2 separate regions of the Mus musculus genome follow, and region 1 is linked to region 2. A link is a contact called in public Hi-C data. All regions are on one chromosome and are shown on one strand. Each heading gives the region's core, a stretch centred on a gene start, on an enhancer-like site or on the middle of the called end of the contact. The rest is flanking DNA. Distances are from core to core; before and after follow the strand shown. Region 1 has its middle 6.0 kb from the start of Prkch. Region 2 has its middle 25 kb from the start of Hif1a.

The links. A called contact is a pair of places that touch in the nucleus more often than the background predicts.
Region 1: a Hi-C map of Th1 cells shows a contact between it and region 2, with 1.9 times the contacts expected there. The contact joins two enhancer-like sites. A contact is called at or near these places in 2 of 39 promoter capture datasets (the C10 cell line and stem cell-derived epiblast-like cells), 3 of 484 Hi-C or Micro-C datasets (Th1 cells, bone marrow-derived macrophages and uterus) and 1 of 9 other capture datasets (adipose tissue).

The regions. Positions count from the first base shown.
Region 1 is chr12:73,576,599-73,581,090 of GRCm38.p6, forward strand. No RefSeq gene overlaps it. Among named protein-coding and RNA genes, the nearest start is that of Prkch, 6.0 kb to the right of the region's middle. Within about 2 kb of position 1,758, at least 21 of the 459 cell types and tissues checked have an H3K27ac peak or open chromatin away from gene starts, as enhancers often do. A contact at or near this core is called in Th1 cells, where this site is marked.
Region 2 is chr12:73,880,416-73,885,296 of GRCm38.p6, forward strand. No RefSeq gene overlaps it. Among named protein-coding and RNA genes, the nearest start is that of Hif1a, 25 kb to the right of the region's middle. Within about 2 kb of position 1,521, at least 136 of the 459 cell types and tissues checked have an H3K27ac peak or open chromatin away from gene starts, as enhancers often do. A contact at or near this core is called in Th1 cells, where this site is marked.

The DNA of each region.
Region 1 (4,492 bases), core at 508-3,007, 300 kb before region 2:
TCAAACCCTTTATTATACTGGTAAAGTTTTCACTATGGAAAAAAATACAAAATAGAGATAAGAAGAGCCCACAGCAACAGCAACACTTTATAAGTTGCTTTCTGCGTATCAGGCACTACTCCGAGTGGGCTTCATAACCTCTAGAGTGGAGAAGGAGCATGCAGGGCAGTGAGGGTTGGTAGGGCATCAACTCCTGCCGCTAGGATGGGCTGCCTTCTGAATCCACTCATGACCTGTGACAACCGCTGTTCACATTCAGGGATACACCCTTCCAAATTTACAGCAATCCAGCACTTATACAAGTCTTCTGCCAACCAGGATTCTGGTCAACTGAACCATTTGTTCTGCTGTTTTGTTCACTCTGTATCACCAAAGAAGTAAGATGTTCAGTATCGTAAGCAAACAGGTGCGGCTTTATCCAAGAGATGCTCTCCCCATTCACACTCAGGTGACTTTGATGGCGCAATCATCTGAATTGATGAAAAGCATTTTGTGTATTAAATTTTACCACTATAAATGGTTTAATCAAAGGCGCTCTCTCTCTCTCTCTCTCTCTCTCTCTCTCTCTCTCTCTCTCTGTGTTGTATCTCTGTGTGAAGTTTCTTTTAAATGACCTAAAGGTAATTGTGGAAGACCTTAATAATCCAAGTATGATAGCATTATCCAGAATGGAATGAGTGAATATATGGACAGTTACTTAATGGACCAGAGAAAAACCCCTGAAGGGTGAGGGTCCCAGGCTGGCATTTTCCTTTCCCAAGTTTCTCACATAAGTGACACCAGCTAATAACTTGGTTGATACTTGTAGTTAATAACCACTTGACTTGCTAATGGATCAGAACCAAACCAGACAAATGAATGGGAGAAGCTGACCATGGGCAGTATTAATAATAGGTTTAGAGAAAAATGATTACTCTTCTAAGCTGTGCTCCCTTGCTTCTTCCTTGAATGCCTTTTTTATGTGCCAAGAAAAAAGTGCTAAAAGTGAAGTCGTAGAGTAAGTTTTAAATTTTAATCCGAAATAAGGTTCTTGCCTCACGTGACCTGGTTTAATTTCCAGTTGTTATTATTACACGTGAAGGCAAGAAGTTTGGGGTGACTCCATGCAATTAGTTTCGACTCCCATAAACAGTTTATCTTTTTATTGTATATGAAATGTGTTTTCTTAATTGACGAAGCTATAATCAGGCCTTTACGAGTCTGTTTGTTAACAGACTGTGGTGGTTTGCTAGGAGTGACACCCAACCTCGGAGGCAGGCGATCCTGACTGTGACACTCTGATCCGGGCAGATTCAGCTGGGTGAGTTATGTAGAGAAGTAAATTAATCGTGTGAGAGATTTGCATTTGTTTTCTTAGGCACATCGAATATTTAGTCTCTCTTGATTTTCCTGTTAGGAAGCAGTGGCAGAAGTATTTTACGGGGTTGTTGCTCCTAATCACTGGGCTGGAGACAGTACATAGAGTCACTAACTTGCCTGTACTTTAAGGACATTGCTTTCAGGATCTGTTCTGTCCTCCGTCTGGGGAACCTGTCTTACTTGGGTTTTAAGGCTCCTCTTCCTGTGTCTTCAGAGGACACATGGCCAGTCGGGCTTTTCCTTTATACACCCTTTCCTTCTTTCCTCTTTCCTCAGGGGCTGTTTGTCCTAACAGATACCCTAGCTGGTTGTTGTGTCGGGATCCTGAGCTGACAAACCTCTCTGATCTTATTGTTCTCCCCAGTCTCTGTTTTGCCTCAGTTCTTCCTCTGAAGAGGTTGAAGCACTTCCTGTATTCTCTGTTCCCTTCAGAGGCTTTACAGTGACACTGTGGGTCTTTCTACTCAGTCCCTGTAATATGTGTATCACTTTTCCATATGAGACGGGTGTCATTCTTCTATTCTGAGAAATCTTAGTTTCTGTGAAGTATCGAGCATTCTCTGTTCTTTTCGGAACACTCGGAAGTAGGACATGGCGGCCCCTCCTATTTAGATGTTCCTCTGCATGCTTAGAGATGGAGACGGAACAGAACCGCGTTGACCCCTCCCTGCACGCCACTGTGTCCTCCTTTGCCTTCTACTCAGAACCAGCAGTACTTTCCTAACATACTAAGGACTGGAATCCCTCCAGCATGGGCTTAGGTATGCGTGCTTTAAAAAAAGAAATGAGCCAAACCCAGCTTAACTGTGTATTAACTATGATCAAATTCGTACAAATCTTTTGACCCTGGATTCCCTTATTTGTAAAGCACTGAGTCTAATAAAACTTGTACTGTTGTCATGGGGATCAAACAAACAAAGTTTATCAAGCGTCTCGTTACAATGGTGGATGCTCAATATATTATAATATGGCAGTCAATATCATGGCCAAAGTGCACCCTCCATCCAGCAATGGATCACGTGGTTTTTGTGACTTGTCTATCTCCACAACCTTTTGAGATAAGTAAGTCTATTATTTATTTCTAAGCACAGCAATCTAACACCCGTTTTTATTTATTTTGCAATATAACATTTTATTATATGAATCTTGTGTACTTTATAACATATTTAAATTTAATAGTCTAGTTTTAAATGTTATTTACTCTGTTTTTTTTGTTGTTAATGATATGTACTTTTAATAACTGCATAGTAGTCCCTTGAGATGTTACTCTAGGATTTACTTACACATCCACGTGTTACTAGATGTTTCCAGTGTAAGGACCAGCTCTGAGTCCTTTGATGTTCACTGTCAGATTGCTCCCCAAAGGCTGTGTGAGACATAGTAACAAGAAGTAAGTTTTGACCTGGCTGGGACATTTGCTACATCCTCCAATTCTATTTTAAAAGTGGAATGAACATTGCATGACATGGTCCTTAAGAAATCAGAAAATTGGCAGTGATTCAGTCAACCCAGTGCGCTGATGATGATGGTGATGATGATGATGGTGATGATGGTGATGATGGAGATAATGATGTCCCAAAAAATGTGCTAGGAATCACATACAGAGAAGCTCAGTTAGTGTGTGGCTAAGAGGCACTAGGAAAAGGTACTTGTTTACAAAGTATCAGTAGCACAGATTTCAAAGTGATGGCACAGATCTGCCCCTATCATTGGTTGCTTTATTGCATAACATACGTGTAGTGAGCTGGGAAGGATGCAGAGACATAAAGGACTTCTTGGTCATCTGCCTTTCTTCTACAACAGGCCCAGATCTGGATAAAAGCTATTCACAGGTGAGGCTTGGGCTAACAGATAGCCCTCCCCCATGGAGACCTTGGGCCTGTCTAATGTCTCCTGGAAGTCACTCATCTTCCTGGATTTTGGCTTGAAGATGCTGGTAAGGAAATCTTTGCTCTGCCAGGGCTGCTAAGCTGGGAATCTGGAGCTGCCAGTGGCTTTCTTCTCTGGTTGTCCAGAAGGAGACAGCTCCTGGAGGAGAAAACCAGGAAAACAATGAGAGAAGAAAAAACCTGCCAAGTGGCTCATGCCTTTAATCTCAGCACTCAGGAGGCAGAGGCAAGTGGATCCTGTGAGTCTGAGGCCAGCCTGGTCTACGTAGAGTCCCCGGATAGCCATGTCTACACAGATCCACCAGACCTTGCCACACGAGTGCTGGGATTACAGATCTGTACCTTCGGCTCCCGGTTTCTCCTTTTTTTCATCATCATTTCTTTGTTTTGAGACAGCCCTGGATGTCTGAAAGTTTGAGACCAGCATGGCGACATTCCAAGCTACACAGAGAGACCCTGTCTAAAAATGTGGGCAAGAGATGAAGAAAAGGGGCCGCATGTGACAAAAGGGGCAGAGAGGGTAAGAGAGCATGTGAGTGCCCTAGGAAATAGTTTGACTGATATCAGAGGTGACCTGGACTTTGCCTGTGGCATTTTTGGGGAATCTAACTATCTCACTGTCATGTGTGACTTTAATCAGACAGCTTTAGCAAGCAGACTAAAACACAAACATAGATATTTCTCTCACCCTGGAGCTGGTGTCTGGCTGTGTTGCTCAGGCTGAACTTGAATTTGGGTTTAGGTCATCCTTTTACCTCAGACTTCCCAGGAGCTGGGTCTAGAGGCACAGATGACCACATGAGCTCAGCTAGATACTTCTTTTAAAGCAGGGCCCATCCCTTTATTGCTCCAGCATTTTCAGGGCTGGGTGCCGCCTCTCCTGTCTTGCCTTGCTACCCACTCTCTGAGAGCCTCTCCCAGTGTTGCCTCCTTTTCTTCAGTGCACATTCTCCTCGTTCTGACCAAACCTTGTGTTTTTATGTTACACTCTTTACTTCTTCATTTTTCAGCTCAACTCACTCTGGATGGTCACCTACTGCCCCAAAGCCTTGTCCACTGCCGAAACCACAGGGCGCCTTCGCTCTGTGCTTATGTAACCTCAGCATCATCTGACCTAGCTGAACACTCCTCCTGCCTGAACTCTTTATCCTTTGGCTGCCACAATACCTGTGCGCGGCGCCTTCTTGGCCTTTCTCTTCCTTTCATGCTTGCTTCTAGGCATCACTGCCTCCCTCTCCACCCAC
Region 2 (4,881 bases), core at 271-2,770:
CTCAGTCAGCTCAGCTCAGGGACTGACTCCAGTGTTCCTTTAGGAATTCCATGTACTTCTAGGACATGTGATGGTTGGGCATGCTTATATACTGTTGGGGTGGATGGCTCTAAGTGACTCTCCTTGCTGAGTCATCTCAAACTTGCTGGGCTGGGCTTGTTGAGTTTGTGATGTAATTAAAGTGCCCTTAGGAAAGTTTAGAGCAGGCCCCACCCTCTCCCTCCTTTGCTCTGGGTCTAAGTGACATGGAACAGGGCTCCACACTGGATGTGATTAATAGGAAATAGTCCTGAGTAGTTTTTTATTTTTAGTAGTTTTTTTGTTTATTTTAGCTCAAAGAAGAGGAACTTGGCCACTTTTGTAGGTTTGACAGGGGAAAGGCAACTTCCCAAGGTTTCTATCTATATGAAAGAGAATGTTGGAACAGAACTAAGGGGAAGCCACAAATCATACCCTCTACCTCGTCTTCTAGGTATGGGGAAAAGTCTTAGCTACTTCTGCCTTTGGAATGGCCCTACAGATACCGGAGTATAAAAAAAGTTCTAGTAATTCAGGCCTGAATTTTGAGGGCATGGTTGCCTGCACCTATAATCCCCATATTCTAGAGATAGAAACAAAGAAGGCCACAAGTTCTAGACCAGCCTAGGCTACATAGCAAAATTCTGTCACAAAGCAAAACACAAACCTTGAACTTCCTAAGTCTTTGCATTAATCAAATATTTTCACATCAGTAACTTGGCTTTTCTTGTTGTTGGTTTGATTTGGTTTGGTTTTAAATTGGGTTTCACTACCTGGCTGGCCTTGAACTCAAAGAGATCTATCTGCCTTGGCCTCTGAGTGCTGGGATTACAGGCTTGCACAGTCATGCTCAGCCATACACATCACACACAACACACACACACACACACACATCATCATCACCATCACCATCACCATCATCATCATCTTATTCATATCAGATAAGTCAAGATTATTCTCTGTATATGTGCTGGTGTTTCAGAAACTCAAATTTATTATAATATGCATATGATGTTCATTGTACAAATAGTTTTCATTGTTCCTCACTAGTGTAGATAGGAACTCTTCACGAGAAATGAAGCCACCCACTAAGTCTCCACAAAAATACACTCCACCCTACTCCAAAATGTAGAGAAGATTAATGGTCCAGAGAAAGCAGACACTCACACCTTTCCGTGACTTTTCTGAAAGAGGAAGTGGGCTGAAGAGCAGCAGAAAGGGGAAGCTAGTGCCTTCCCTTTCATTTTCTCTGAAGCTATGATACAGTGTCTTAAACCCCAACCCTGCCCATAGAATACACACTTAAGGACATCAAAGGCCAGAATTATAGTAAAGGATTTTCTAAATGTTTTAAGAGACCGTATTCAGCACTTGGAATGCACAGATGTATGTGCTAGGTGATAGAGAACGAGGTATCTTAGTTAAGGTTTCTACTGCTACAATGAAACACTATCACTCAAAGACATGGGGAGGAAAAGGTGCATTTGGCGTACACTTCCATATTACTGTTCATTATTGAAGGAAGTTAGGACAGGCTCAAACAGGGCAGGATCCTGATGCAGAGGCCATGGAGGGAGCTGCTTACTGGCTTGCTCTTCATGGTTTGCTCAGCCTGCTTTCTTATAGAACCCAAGACCACCAGTCCAGGGATGGCAGCACCCACAATAGGCTGGGCCCTTTTCCATTGATCACTAATTGAGAAAATGCCTTATGGCTGGATGTCATGGAGGCATTTTCTCCACTGAGGCTCCCTCTCACTGATGACTCCAGGTTGACACACAAAAGCAGCCAGAGCATTGGATTTCTTCAGGTTAGTTTCCTTTGTCTGAGAGTTTAAAGATATTCCTATTTTAACCCATTCACCAACAAATAAACAACAAACAAACAAAGAAAATAAAAAAAACCCTCTTGGGATTTAAAACATGTCTCACAGAAAAATTATTCATAACATGCTATCAAGTATATCGTATAAATCCTACTGTCTACTTTGACAGTTATCACAAAGCTGATAAGCATGTGTGTGTGTGTGTGTGTGTGTGTGTGTGACTTTAAGCAGCCTAGATGGCAGTTTAATTGTATTGCTCTCTCTCTCTCCCTCTCTCTCTCCTTCCCCCCTTCCATCTCTCTTCTCCCCCCATGCTGTCATTGACCTGTCTCTCAGACTGTTGCCCCTCTGTGTATCTCTGTGTCCATGGATGTCATTGCATACCCTTGTACTTTCCCCTCTCTACACCATCCCTCTGTCACCCCTCCCTAGTTACTCTGTCCTCTATATCAAGAACGATCTCGGTTTGTGAAATATTCCTCTCCCTTGGACTCCTTTCATGTCCACTTTTCCTACATTTTGTGCCAAAATATCTCATTACAAGTGTTTGAATATTTGCTTTAAAAGTCATTTGCTGGTGGCTCATTGTGTGCATGCAGAAGTGAAAACCTGGAGTGGGTCCAAGTGGCTTTCAGTGGGAGATTAGCTAAATAAATTATGTTGGCTTTATGAAATGGAATACCTTAATACAACCATGCAACACACATCTGCTTCTTGTCATGAAGACTATTTGTGGCACTTTTTTTTTTTTTACTTTTAAAAAGTAGATTACAGGAGGCTGGAGAGATGGTTCAGCAGTTGAGAGCACTGGCTGCTCTTCCAGAGGACCCAGAGGACATAGGTTCAATTCCCAGCACCACCATAACAGTTCATAGCTGTCTGTAACTCCCAGTTCAGGCAATCTGACACCATCACATAGACGTGTCATACAGTCAAAACAACGATGTACATAAAATCAAAATAAATATTTTTTTAAAAATGTGTTATATACAGTATGTCTAATACAAATGCCCTTTTAAGTATATATTTTTTTACAGAAATTAAGAAGGATTTGTTCCAACTCACCAGGAAGGATAGCCTCCACAGAGTGAAGCTAGCAATTCCTTAATTTAATTCCTCTTTCCTTTCATGTCTGTTTTTAGTTTGTTGACAGATCATGTAGGCTCACATTGTAAGAAGAGCATTTCTAAAATATAGCAATATGTGTCCCTGATACTCAAAGTAGGGTCTCGGGGACATACTTTTCTCTACTCTCTCATGACTGCCCCCACTTTCTGAAGTAGGAAACAGAAGAAAATCTCAGTCATGAGAGGACAGGAGATACACAGCAGCTTCGTTGGCTTCTTTTAGTCCCTCTCCACCACAGAGTCTGTGCCTAACACATATGCAGCCCTTGGAGACCACTGTGACTCCTTCCCTGGTGACAAATCGAAACACATCATCTATTATCTCCCGGGGTCACACACCTGACTCTGCTCTGGGCCACGGCCAGCATCTACACTTCACTGTGCCCTGTCCCCACTGCCTGATTTATTCAACCACAGCCCAGATGGCAATATAGGTCCCAGTTTAGGCTATCACAGAAGATCATGGCCAGGGCAATTCATTGTATACCCAGGACAAGGGTATTCAGGGTGATGGTTAACCCGTTTAAACAAACATACCAGCTACAGTTCACTTCGTAAGGTCCTCCACGTGTGAAGTTGTATAAACAAGTGTGGTAACTTCTCATTATTCTTATCTGCTCAGTAAATGACTTAACAACCAAGGAGACTTATTGCTGTTCATTTGTTTTTACTTATAACAACCTCGGAGGTAATAAAACTGCACATGTTAATGAGTATTCAATGATTCAGACCAGGCACTCCTAACATTGATTAAGCTCAGTTTTACAACTAAAAATGTATCCACCAATCAATGACGCCTAAAAACAGTGCACGGGGTTTATACATTGACTTCTGGATAAACAGTATTGATCACCTACCATGTGCCAAGTGCTAAGTGAACTCTGATGAAATGGGTAGGGAAGACTGTTTACATACTCCAAGGCCTCTCCAGCTGTTGGAGGCTACAGACAATAGAAGACATTGTCCTGGGAAGAAGTAAGCATTGTGACCGTAGCAACTCCTGCTCTCTGCGGATTGATAACTCTCAGCTCCTAACTTTCTTCCCATTCTCAGCTAATTTCAGAATAATTCCACTTTCCATGTTCCTCAGTAAAACAGGAGAAACTCCGAGTATTTAAAACAGCGTTTATAGCCTGGAGAGATACCTTACCTGGTAAAGAGCCCGTTGTGAAAACTTGAAAACCTGAGATTAGGTCCCCAGAACACATATTACAAAGCTGGGCATAGTGGTGCATGCCGGTAATCTCCACAATGGGAAAGTGGAGAGCCTGGAGTTCCTTGGACATGGAGGCTAGCTGAACTGCTGGACTCTCAGTGAGAGACCCTATCTCAAAAAATAAGAGAGAGGACGATCAAGGAAGATATCCAACTGGGACCTCTGGCCTCCACATGCAGGGGCATATACACACATGTCCACGCACACACACACACACACACACACACACACACACACACACACACACACACACACACTTAATACACAGTATAAAATAATATGGCAAAACCAAGGCGTCAAATGATGCACAAGGGAGAGAAGAGCTAAAAGTCTAAACAGGAATTAACAAGGAGCCCTCACTCCATCCCCAGCAGGAAGTCAGCAACACCCCAAGAGTGCAGGGACAGAAAAGCAGAGTCCCTGTCCCTAGACCACAAGAGCAGGAGTTCCTGGAGGAGCCTAAAGGAAGACCGACCGCTGGGAGAGAGCTGGGGCGAGTGGCAGAAGAGCATGCAGAGCTCCAGACGATGCCCGAGGTACAAAGGGAGGAGTTGTGTAGGTTTTCCCGTCCTTCTGTCCTCTGATCCCTTGCCAGGACACCTCACTGCCAACTGACATGAGAACTTGAGAATTGGAGCTAGGAAGTGATTCCCGGTGACACCTACGAGGAGCAGAGAAAAAAACAGGAAAGATCG